2 separate regions of the Mus musculus genome follow, and region 1 is linked to region 2. The links are chromatin contacts, called in public HiChIP or PLAC-seq maps. All regions are on one chromosome and are shown on one strand. The core of a region is the stretch at or near the end of the contact, and the rest is flanking DNA. Distances in the headings are between cores, read along the strand shown.

The links. HiChIP or PLAC-seq counts read pairs in DNA pulled down with a chosen protein or histone mark.
Region 1: a contact with region 2 is called in an H3K27ac HiChIP or PLAC-seq map of embryonic stem cells, with 6 times the contacts expected there. The contact joins the enhancer-like site here to the promoter of Herc6 in region 2. A contact is called at or near these places in 5 of 39 promoter capture datasets (cranial neural crest, frontonasal cranial neural crest, liver and 1 more), 1 of 15 datasets of contacts at CTCF or cohesin (large pre-B cells), 1 of 484 Hi-C or Micro-C datasets (cerebral cortex), 2 of 115 datasets of contacts at active chromatin or transcription factors (embryonic stem cells and fetal liver) and 2 of 9 other capture datasets (liver and macrophages).

What each region holds. Positions count from the first base shown.
Region 1 is chr6:56,866,965-56,873,297 of GRCm38.p6, forward strand. It overlaps Fkbp9 (FK506 binding protein 9), which reads left to right. Exons shown (of 10, transcript NM_012056.2): 7 at 1,756-1,942. Among named protein-coding and RNA genes, the nearest start is that of Fkbp9, 38 kb to the left of the region's middle. Within about 2 kb of position 1,992, at least 28 of the 459 cell types and tissues checked have an H3K27ac peak or open chromatin away from gene starts, as enhancers often do. A contact at or near this core is called in embryonic stem cells, where this site is marked.
Region 2 is chr6:57,578,709-57,584,775 of GRCm38.p6, forward strand. It overlaps Herc6 (hect domain and RLD 6), which reads left to right and starts at 2,284. Exons shown (of 23, transcript NM_025992.2): 1 at 2,284-2,524; 2 at 4,465-4,624; 3 at 5,842-5,918. The coding sequence starts at 2,329.

The DNA of each region.
Region 1 (6,333 bases), core at 742-3,241, 710 kb before region 2:
AGGGGAAGCCCATTCCTGCCAAATCATCCTTGGAGCCCAGCTGCAGGTAACCAGGTGTAGGCTCCGGAATAGCTAGGTGGACTCCCAGCAGGTAGCAGCAACAGCAGAGCCTGAACAATAGAGTGATCCAGGTTGGCAGGCTCCACCCTAGGTGATCTCCTTAGTGATAAGCAAAGTCAAGGTCTGACTCAGCCTGCTTCAGGCTTGTGGGGGGAGGTTACAGTTGTTCAGTCTCTGGGAGCCCCAAGGGTCCAGTTTAGTTGACTCTGTTGGTCTTCCTGTGGAGTCTCTGTCCTCTTTGGGTCCCTCAATCTTTCTCCCAGCTCTTCCATAAGAGTTCCCAAACTTTATCTACTGTTTGAATGTGAGTCTCTGCATCTCTTTTGATTGGCTGTGGGGTGGAGCCTCTCAGAAGAGAGTTATGTTAGGTTCTCAGGGACTGGTTCTTGCCATATGGGATGGGTCTCAATTTAAGGTTGTCATTGATTACCCATTCCCTCAGTCTCCTCTCTTTGTTCCTGCACATCGTGTAGGCAGGACACATTTTGGGTTGAAGGCTTTGTGGGTGGGTTGTTGTCCTTAACCTTCCACTGAGAGTCCTTCCTGGCTACAGGAAGTGGCCACCTTAGAATCCATATCCCTATTGCTAGGAATCTCAGCTCGAGTTCCCCTTACATCCTCTGGGGCCTTTCAGCCCATCTCTTTCTGCCCATTGCAGATCTCTGGCACATCCTAGAGATTGCCCCTGCCTCCCAGCCAATCTTCCTTCTCTCTCCCTTGCTCTCCCTACATATTATCTCCCCCCATTCTGCTCCCACTTCCATTCTTCCATCGACACAGAAAGAGATAATAGTTGACAGAAAGCAGAGGAGTGAGGTTTATCCTGAGTAGTCACGTTGGGAGGAGAAACAGATCAAGAAGTTGATGGGTCCATGGTTCAGTGGCTCTGTCATGAGGCTGAGGCTGAGGCTGAGGCTGAGGCTGAGGCTGAGGCTGAGGCTGAGGCTGAGGTATAGGGCAGGAGGTTTGTGTAACTAAGCAGGCCTGAAGTGTGTGGTTCTGCCCATCACTGACTTATAATTGTCTTGCCTCTCCCTAAAGGCAATTTATTTATCATTATTAACTTTATCAGTAGCTAATGAGGGGTCAGTCTGGAAGAGCAACTCTGGGTAGAAAGCTGATTCAAGGGATCTTCTATACCAGGACATGATCTGGAGGTTTGTAGTCTACACAATAAGTCCCTGTCTTTAAAAAAAAAAAAGTAAAAATGTTGATGATGTGAAAGTTAAAAAAAAAATCAAATAATGTAATTTGCCATCTTTGCAGAATATAAAAATCAAAACAAAACAAAACCAACCCCCAATCAGTCCCAAAAGGTATATACCCAGAGAGACACTGCCTCAGAACGACAAATTAAAAGCAAAGCGTCAGTGCCTGATCCTCCTTCTGAGACATTACCAGTGGTCTCAGTCTTGTTTGGATTCAGGTAAAAATGCAGACACCTGGCCCGCTACTGCTCAACCCTCTGTAAGCGATAAGTAATTCTTTTTTTTTTTTTTTTTTTTTAAATTAGGTATTTTCCTCGTTTACATTTCCAATGCTGATAAGTAATTCTTAACTGTACCAACATTCAAGAACCTCTGAGTCTGAGAAGGACCTGGGTCACTGTATTCCTTATCAGACCCACCTGCTGGTCCTGGGGAGGCGAGTGTGCTGTGGTGGGCGTGTTCATTGATTCCCTGGGTCTGCCTTTAGGGAGCATTCCTGGCTCAGCCGTGCTGGTGTTCGACATCCACGTGATTGACTTTCACAACCCTTCGGATTCCATCAGCATCACTTCCCACTACAAGCCTCCAGACTGCTCGGTGCTGAGTAAGAAGGGGGATTACCTCAAATACCACTACAATGCCTCACTCCTGGATGGGACTCTGCTGGACTCCACGTAAGGGTATCTGGGAACCAGATGTGGAGGGAACCTTTGGTAGTACTTCCCACTGTGATGCTGGGTGGGAGTTGTTTGGTCCAACCTTCCGTATTGTGTAGTGTAAGCTTTCTCTGCTCAGCGCATTATTATGGAGTTTCCTGCCACAGATCTTCCCTGCTCTAGACTGTTTCTTACCTGGCAGAACACTCTTTCTCAGTCAGATCTATATTTAATAACTAGACCCTTGGAGTCAGATGCAGGGACAAACACCCATAATTCCAGTGCTTAGGAAGCTGCAGAAGGAGATAGAAAGCCAGAGGCAAACGTGGACACATAGTAAGAACCCGTGTCAAGGTCTGCTACAGGACTCTGCTTTCTTTGTCCTAGACAGTTTCAGCACTGCGTCCCACCCTGCCCAGGTTGCTTGGCCTCTTTGCTTTTGTCCCCACTTATATGTCCTTCCTGTTTTCAAACACATCCATGAATTCCTGGGAGGAAACTCCTCCTGCTTCTAAAGTCTCCTAACCCTTACCCCCCAGCCTTAAGTTACTTTTGTGTCCGTTATGATCTGGATACTTTAGAGATACCTGATTTCTTATTCATAGTTTTTCCTATTTCTTCTTCATAGTCTTCCCCAGAGTATCTGTAGCACTAACGGATCATATAATAAATGTTAGCTGATAGAAATAAACCTGAAGATCATAAAAAATAATGTAAAAACAAGTTTGCTTCCTGTGACTCTGAATCTCAAGTGTGTCTGGAAATTGAATCAGTCTTCTCTGGGAAAGAGTCATTTTCAGACTTTATATTTTTGTCTAAGAACATCCACTGATATGCTGAGCCTGATTTAGGTGTCTGAGTCCAGAGTTGGAGAGCTGATTGTCCTGGAGCCTCCCCTTTACCGGTCACTTTGCCCTCTAGCTCTGAGTCTGGCTTTGGACTATGAGGTTCTGCAAGCTGTGGCACATTCAGTGTTATTTCATCAAAATCCAAAACCCTCTTATTATTAGAAGTACTATTTATGCACCTCTAAAACCACAGAAGTTTTGCCCTGTCAGTCAGTCATAATCACAGAGATGTTAAAATGAGGAGGGAAAGATAGCACATTTTAGGATTGTAACCTTAGGGGCCCTGACTCACAGAGAGGTTTACAACAGACCTTGCAGAGCGATCCCAGCCACTGGGTGTGAAAGTATTCAGAGGCAGTGGGAAGGATGAGAGAGCTCACACATGTGAAAATGGCCCAGCAGTCAGCACTCCTGTCTCTGCTCTGCTGCTCAGACCAAGAATGGGGAAGTGGGGCTGGGAGACAAAGAAATTCCTTCTTATCTGTGTAGGATACACATGTCTGAGAGGCAGAGATCAGATGTCCTGCCCTCTGATATGTTTGGTGGAGTCACCGTCTTCTTAGGAGCAGGAGCCACAGGATGCAGGGAACCTTCTTTTTAAGATAAACCTCAAGATAAAAATGCTAAATGATAAAGAGAGTCATTTGTTTTACCTGTAAATCCACAGACAAGAGCAGTGGCCACACATCCTTGCTGGTCTTTGTGTGTGTGTGTAAGATTCCAAATAAAGGAATTATGGGAAGGATGGTAGGCACCCACCTTCTTGGTGCCACCTCAAACCCTACCTGGGTACAATCAACACAACCAGTTCACTGGTGTGGTTGCTTGTCATCAAGGCACTGGGTAGCTGCTTCTCTTATCTATTGCTGTGATGAAACACCATAACCAAAGCAAGTTGGGGAGGAAAGGGTTTATTTGGCTTACACTTCCATATCACTGTTCATCATCGAAGGAAGTCCAGACGGGAACTCAGACAGGGCAGGAACCTGGAGGCAGGATCTGATGCAGAGACCATTTGAGGACAACTCTGCAGGTATTCAGGCAGGGAAGTAAACCACAAAGAGATGACGATGAAAACTTGGTTCAGAATGACTTCATCAACCCGGATCAAGACTTCAGGGAGTCTAATACCAGAGGGTTTATTCACAACAAATTTAAACACAGTATAATTTGGAGAAAAGTTTCTTGGTGTCATACAATCCCTGCTGCACAAGGAGGTGTAACTACATTGAAACTTAACTCAGGAACTTGTCATTTCTTCCAAGAAGTTGGGTTTTAGAGGTATGCTCCCTGGCCTAGCTTAAGGGCCTAGGGTAGGCTGTAGCCTGCTCTCAGTCATACAGATAATGTAGAGGTTATTTGGGCTATTAACCACCTCTGGTCATGGTTGTGGGAGCTTGGGGGAACCTCTGGCTATAAAGGTCATTAGCCACCTCTGGTCATGGTTGTATGAGTTTGATATGGCTTGGCCCAACAGATAACATAGGTCACCAGGCTGTTTAATCACTTCCAGGTCCCAGCTTTCTGGAAAAACAGGTTATGTCCTTACCTTTGAAAGACAATCTGTGTGCTTAACATTCCTGGGTTCCCTGGAGATCTATGGGTGCAAGGATGTTCATGGTCCCAGCAGCCATGGTGGAGGGGTGCTGCTTATTGGCTTGGTCTCCCATGACTTGCTCAGTCTGCTTTCTTAAAGAACCCAGGACCACCTGCCCAGGATGATCTGTCCCTCAATGGGCTGGGCCCACTCCTGTCAATCCCTAATTAAGAAAATGCCTTAGGATGGATCATAAGGCCCCCAATGGAGGAGCTAGAGAAAATACCCAAGGAGCTAAAGGGGTCTGCAACCCTATAGGTGGAACAACAATATGAACTAACCAGTACCCCCCAGAGCTCGAGTCTCTAGCTGCATATGTATCAGAAGATGGCCTAGTCAGCCATCAGTGGAAAGAGAGGCCCGTTGGTCTTACAAACTTTATATGCCTCAGTACAGGGGAACGCCAGGGCCAAGAAGTGGGAATGGGTGGGTAGGGAAGTAGGGGGGATATGGGGGGACTTTTGGGATAGCATTGGAAATGTAAATGAAGAAAATACCTAATTAAAAAAAAAGAAAGAAAATGCCTTACAGGCTTGTCTGGGGCTGGCTCTTACTGAGAAACCTTCTTAACTGAGGCTCCCTCTTCTCCGGTGACTCTAGCTAGTGTCAAGTTGGCTGTAAAACTTGCCAGCATAATGCTGCTTTTAGGAGACGTGGAAATTTCAAAGGCCCTGGGGCAAGGAGCCAGGAAGCAGGAAACCTGGGGTCAGGGTTGGAAGAATGCAAGGCATGAGGATGGTGTTTGCACATCTCACAAAATAAGTAAATAAACAAAAATAAAAGACTCCCAAGAAAAGTAGCAATGGAATTGTTTGCTTAGAGGATCTTATTAATGTCTGTGTATTTCAACTGGGTGTTTGTTTATCATGTAAGCAAGGTCTTGAGTATTCTGTGAGACTCAGGGATCTGTACTATTCCAGCTGGGACCTGGAGAGGCTTGACAGCCAGTAGGTCAGAGGTGGCTCCTCCACAGGCCTCTCCCGAGGACATCCTGTGATGGTGGTGTTTGTCTGTGTCATTTTCTCCCTAGGTAGGATAAGCATATTGTCATCTTGGGCTTGCTGAGCCCTGAACATCAGGGAGCCTTGGGAGGGAGGGAAGGAAGTGTAGGTCCTAGCCTGTGGAGTCAGGGAGGTCCCTGGGGACTGTAACCCTAAGGAGATATCTGCTCCTTGTCACCACCTGGTGATGGACACCGAGGAATGGCAGGATATTCCTTGGCAATGAAGTGCATAATAGCTGTCATTTTGCCATTTGGAAAGTGGTAGATTTTTTAGTCATGGCTGAGGCTATGGGGCCAGCTTCTTTCCCCATGTCTCCAGGATCCTGTGGTTAACTTTGTGGTTAATGAAATTCTCATCAGGATCAGCATCCTCCACTCTTTCTTTGCTTTCCAATATGTCAAACATATTTATTATTGACTATTATTATCTCTACGTTCTGGACAAAGAAACCAAAGATATATTTCCCAGGTCAAATGAAGAAGCAGAACCAGGATGCTTTCAAGTGCTCTTAATGTCCGGGCCATCTCTCTAGTACCAGAACCAGGATTCTAACTCAGGCCTTTAATCTAAAATCCTGAGCCTGGTGTTTGGCTGCAGTGCTAGCACTTTAGAGTCTGAGGAAGGAGGATCAGGAGTTTGAGGTCATCCTGGTTATAAAATTATTTCAAGACCATCCTGGGCTACATAGTGTCTCAAAATAAATCAGTACTATACAAAGAATCTACCCCTTGGAGACACTGTAGAATACCAGGAATGCGCCCATGTAGTTCACTGTTCCCGCTCTATATTTTCCAGATCTCCCGTGGGATCCCTCATGGCAGGAAGGCCCAATGCCAGCATGCCCCTGTACCGTGAATTGTTCCTTTTGTCTTGAGTTTTATGTCTTTGCCAGTTTAGAAGCAGGCAGGCTGGTTGTCTTGCAGTTCGTCCTGCCGTGAGTCTGTCAGCCATTTCTTCTTC
Region 2 (6,067 bases), core at 1,034-3,533:
CTTCATGCTCATGGATCAGTAGAATTGACATAGTAAAAATGGCCATCCTACCAAAGGCAATCTACAGATTCGATGCAATCTCTATTAAAATTCCAGCACAATTCTTCAAAGAGCTTGAAAGGACAATTTTCTACTTCATATTGAAACACAGACACACACACAATCGATGCTAGCGAAAACAATCCTGCACAATTGAAGAACTTTTGGGGCTCTCAAGTTATACTACAAAGCTATAGCAAGACAAGTAGTATACCATTGGCATAAAAGCAGGCATGTTGATTAATAGAATAGAACTGAACACCCAGAAATAAGTCCACATACTTATAGACATGTGATTTTTGAGAAAGAAGCTAGAAATACAAACTAGAAAATAGAATCTTCAAAAAATGGTGCTGATCAAACTGAATGGCTGCATGTTAAAGAATACTATGAGGAATTTCTTTTCTGATTTTGTTGTCTACTTGGTATTCTGTATATTCGTGTATCTTTTTAACCCAGAGAGGTTAGGCATAGAGGAAGGGACTAGGAAGACACATGGATTTTTTTCTGGGATGGAGAAATAGAAATGGATTTTACTGGTAGAGGAGAGGAAGGCATGAGAATGGGAGGTTCTGGTGGGAAAGAAGAGAGGAAATGGAATTTAGAGAGGCAATGAGAGGAGGAACAGCTAGTATTGAAACTCATTTGAAGAATATGGAAACCTGATGTAGTGGAAACTTCCTAAAATAATGAAGGTGGTCCTATTGAAGTCTCTAAATAATGAGGGAGATGGAACCCCAACTGGCCATGTCTGTCCCAGTGGAAAATTTCAGTCTGGGATTAAGTTTTATCCAGTTGAGTTATTGGTTGAAAGGGTCGCTATGAAATCCTCAAATACTTCAGGCTGTTGCCAAGAAAATAGGTGTCTCTCAACAAACCAACAGCAAGTTTTCATTGCTGAAGTCAATACTCACACAATGCACTGAATGTGGAGTCCCATGTTCTAATGTCTATGACAGGCAAAGGGACTCTGCAGGTTGCTAAAAGAGAAAAGTAAACCAATCCAACCATAAAACCCTTGATCTACAATTTGTCCTGCTTGGAAAATATGCTAGGGCAATGGTGGCACAAACCACGTGGAGTAACCAACTGATTTCAGATTTGACTTAAGGCCTACACCATGAGATGGAAGGAACCCATACCTGACACTGCTCAGGTGACCAAGAACCAGAACCTAGGACAAAACCAAATACTACTGGTCTAAGAAAAACAAAAGGGTAACAATAAAATGACTCAATAATAGTCTGCTAGGCTCATATGGCAGTGCCTTATTCAGCCATCATTAGAGAGGCTTCAACCTGCAGCAGATGGGAATAAACACAGTGACCCACAACCCTTTCAGTGCTGTGTTTGTTTTCAAAGGTGGGGAGGGAGGGAGGGAGAAAGGGAGGGAGGGAGGGAGGGAGGGAGGGAGGGAGAGAGAGAGAGAGAGAGAGAGAGAGAGAGAGAGAGAGAGAGAGAGAGAGAGAGAGAGAGAGAGAGAGCCAGAGAGAGCCAGAGTCACCTTGGAACACACAGCTCTAAAGATGTCTCCCTTAAATTCCTTCAGAGCTCAGCAAACCTGCAAAAGAGTGTTCACTTTTTTTCTGTTGGCTTGTGTAGCTTTGATGTGAAGGTTTTCATTTCTTTACATATCTGGCCCCTGCCCTTACTCTGCAGTTGGATTCAGTTGGACAGCAGCTTCTCCATTGCAGCTCAGTTAGGGTTCATTATTAATTACATCCTTACAGGCTTCCCAGCTTTGGCTTTCTAGGCCTCTTTGAAATTCTCAAAAAAGTTCTGTAACCCCCTGAACATACTCCATAATCTATTTATTATACATATAGGTTTACCATGTGGTGCTTAATGTGTGATCTGAAAATTAATAATCAAGACTGGAATAAAAGAACCCCAGCTAGAATTGCCAAGGAAAGCAGATTCCCTGGGAACTGGTTGCCACTGAAATTGCTACAACTTGTGGATATTGTCACTTAATAAATATTTCACAGACCTAGAAATTTGTCCAGAGCATCAGGACTCACAAGTGGCTTACTCATGATGGAGATACTTTCTTCTTCCCTGTCTTCTCAGATACTCAGTACTGAAAATTCAAGCAGCCAGGTTTCAAAATGACCCTAGAAATGCCTGTGAGAAAGATGTTAGTGGTGTGGGACAAGCAGGCACTTACTGGAAAGAACTATGACGTAAGGGACTGGGCAGTGCCCTTGGGAGGAGTTAGGGAAGCTAGGTCACTTGCTTTTGGGAGCCCATCTGACATACCAGAGCCGCGGGTGGCTGTGCACCGCAGGGATGTATTTCAGCTGGGCTGCAGGAAGCCGGAAGCCTCGGCGCCTGAAGGCGGGAACCAGCGGCATTGAACTCTTGCAGGCAGCCAGCGGGGAACACCACTCGCTCCTACTGTTCAGCAACCACAGGGTGTATTCCTGCGGGGACAACAGCTGGGGACAGCTGGGCCAGAGGAGAGACCAGAGTACCGAAAGGCCAGGTGACTTCCAAGCTCCTGAGCAGGTGCTCAGGACAGTATGTGGGGGCCTCGGGTCCAGGGGACCAGGGGACCAGGGGACCAGGGATACCGGGTGGCTGGACCAGGGATATCAGAAGCTGGAACCCTGTTTTAAGCAGCTTGCATCAACTGGTCAACTCCTAGAGCTCTGGAGTTTGTATTTGTTTCGGTTTCCAATTCCTCTTCATTGAGAAACTGAAAGCAAAAAAGCAAGCTTTCCTCTGGATAGAAAGAAAGTCCCTCCTCCTTACCAAGCTAAGCCTGAGAGAACTTTCTGGAGGGGGTGGGGTGGGGGGAATCTGATTTCCAAACCGAAAAGCTTAGCAATAACTTGGGGCATCTTCTCTCCTAAGGTTTTGTTTTTGTTTTTTGTTTTTTTAAAAAAGTATAATAGCATTTTTCGGCATTAAAGCTGATGTAGGAAAGTACTAAAGAAGCCACCTGTAGGGTCTTGAGAGATGGCTCGGTGGTTAAGAGTTCAGCTCCTGACACTTATGCGGCAGTTTACAACTACCTATAATTACAGTTCCAGAGGATCCTATGCCTCTATGGGTACCAGCACACACATATATGCACACAGTGATGCGCAAGCGCAAGCGCGCGCGCGCACACACACACACACACACACACACACACACACACACACGTAAAAATAATAAAATATTTAAAATTTAAAAAGTCACCTATAATTACACCAAAAGCAACTCTAAGACCATTGCAGCTCCTCGTTTTATCTTCTGCTTATGTATTTAATTTTTATAGGAATTTTGTCATTATGAGTTATTGTAATTGTATCTAAACAAGAAGTTGTGGTTTTACCAAAACATTAATCCACTAGGGGATTTTATATATGATATTGATTCACTTCTAAGTAACTTCAAACTAACTAAAGTTCTAGTTTGTTTTTCTGGTTTTAATTATCTATTTTTGCCACTTTATATGCTAAGCAAGCACTCTACCACTGGACTATTTTACATTCCCATTGACTATATTTGATTATGTGTGTAGAATAATTTGAAGAACTGTGTAGAACACGAAAACTATTCCTCTGTCCCTTTGGATTCAGTTTCTGGAAGCTACAAATTTAACTTGAAAAAAATGAATAGGCAAAAAACAGCATGGGATTTTATTAGTCTTTTACCTAGAGAGTAATTTTTGTGTATATAGGAATTCACAGAAAGTAAAAGAGGTGCTTAGATCCAGGAACTTGTGTACTTAACAAAAGAAAAGAGGTTGGATAATAAATTGTGGGGAACCATCTAAGAAATAATGATAAAGCCCTTGCCAGACACGAATGGGCACCTTTCAGTTTCGTTTCCGTGGGCTGTGAATCTTATTTTGAGCTAGGTTTCAGTTTGCTCAGATAGGAACTCAAGGTGCTCCGACTTTGCCTGCCAAGTTGTGTCCAGGTAGTCCATAAAAACTGCTGTCTTTCCACACATGTATAAACATATTGGGTTTACTTCTTCATGATGTTTAGTAAGAACTTTAGAATTGATTTAACCAACACTGAGGGACACAAAGAATCTGGGTAACTCCCCTCCTCCCTTTTCAGAGGCAATTCCTGTCTTAAACTCCAGACATTTATAATCTTATGGAAGGTTTTTCATTTTCTTTTCTCTTTCTTTTTCTTTTTCCTTTCTTTTTTTCTTTCTTTCTTTCTTTCTTTCTTTCTTTCTTTCTTTCTTTCTTTCTTTCTTTTTCTCTCTCTCCCTTTCTTTCTTTCTTTTTCTCTCTCTCCCTTTCTTTCTTTCTTTCTTTCTTTCTTTCTTTCTTTCTTTCTTTCTTTCTTTCTTTCTTTCTTTCTTCTTTCCTTCCTTCCTTCCCTCCTCTCTCTCTCTCTCTCTCTCTCTCTCTCTCTCTCTCTCTCTCTCTCTCTCTCTCTCTCTCTCTCTCTTTAAAATTTGTTTCTGTTCCCAAAGAACCAATTCAGGCACTGAATGATCTGCATGTTGACCTGGTGAGCTGTGGGAAGGAACACTCTGTGGCTGTCTGCCACAAAGGAAAGGTCTTCGCTTGGGGAGCCGGTTCTGAAGGGCAGCTGGGGATTGGAGAATTTAAGGAAATAAGCTTTATGCCTACGTAAGTATTTCAATTCACTACTTTCCAGTATTTTTAAGTGCTAAGTACTCAAATGCCATGGCACAGAGATTACTAGTGTAAGGGTTAAAATGTGCTGAGAAAAGTGTTCAGGAAATCATGTGTAGAATCAGTTCATTAAATAGAGGGCCATGAAGGAGAGAGTAAGGATGAAATGATATGCGATTCTTAAGTCCTGATATTACTTATTGTAATACAAGTATGGGAGCCCCCTTGAACTTCTACAGTAAATAAATAAATAAATAAATAAATAAATAAATAAATAAATAAATAAAGTATTTTAAACTACAAACTATCAAGATACCAAGGACTAAGAAAGAAATCTTACTTGATTATCTTGTATCTGACTAAAGAAGAGCCTCTCACATTATTTCCCAAATGCTCAAGCTCCTATATGGGAGAATATCCATTACCATTGTGATGGAAAAGGTTAATGGAACATGCTGTCCTCTTCCACTGATGCTCTAAAATGCATAGACCTTTGCTGAGACAGGAGAATCAGAAGTTCAAGGTCATCCTTACCTACATCCTTACCTACATCAGAGACCAGCCAGGCCTATGTGAGACCCGTTCTTACCCTTCTCCCCTTAAAAACTAACTCTAAGTGCCACAAGCAGACACAGACAAACAAAAAACCCAACCCACACCAAAGAAAGACAACAGATGCTAGGGGATTTTGGCTGTGGGCTGTGTGTGGAAGTGAAGATAGTGGATTAAGGAGTGCACAGCAGAGACTCGTGGTTCTTGTCAGGTAGTCAGATGTCTTGTCATTTAGTGATGCAATGGTTAGATGGATGACATTCCTGCTGTTTCCAAACACTACAGCCAGTGAAATGACAGCCATGGGAGTGGCATTAGCAGGGTCGGTGTGGGAAAGAAGACTCTCTGGTCCTTTGAAAAGATATGGGAGGTGCAGAATAGGAAAACCCAATGCTACTGTCTTCAGAGAGGAACAGGGGTGGTCTGTAGTTCTTGGAAGCTGGGAGCAAAACCCTTCTCCTAAATAGCGAAAATCATAAAAAGCAGGAAGGAAAAAAACCAGCTTAACACTTTGGAAAAGTGGTATTCCAGAAGCACAGAATAACATTGTTCGCTGAGATCTGATGTCTCATCTAAAATACTTTTACATGTCTGTAATTTCTTTGATAACTCATCCTAAAGAAGGTTCAACAGATTTCTGTGACTTTTTTTAAATATAGGAAAATAAAAGCTCTGGCTGGCATAAAAATAATCCAAGTTTCCTGTGGACACTACCACTCTTTGGCCTTATCAGAAGGTAAGGAATACTTAGAGGGCCTCTGTCATTAGGAAATATTTTAAAATAATGTTGTGGAGATTTGATTAGGACTGGACTGACGCTCTTCATTGCTTTTGGTAGGATGGTCATTTTCACAATATTATTTCTGCCTGTTCATAAGCATTGGA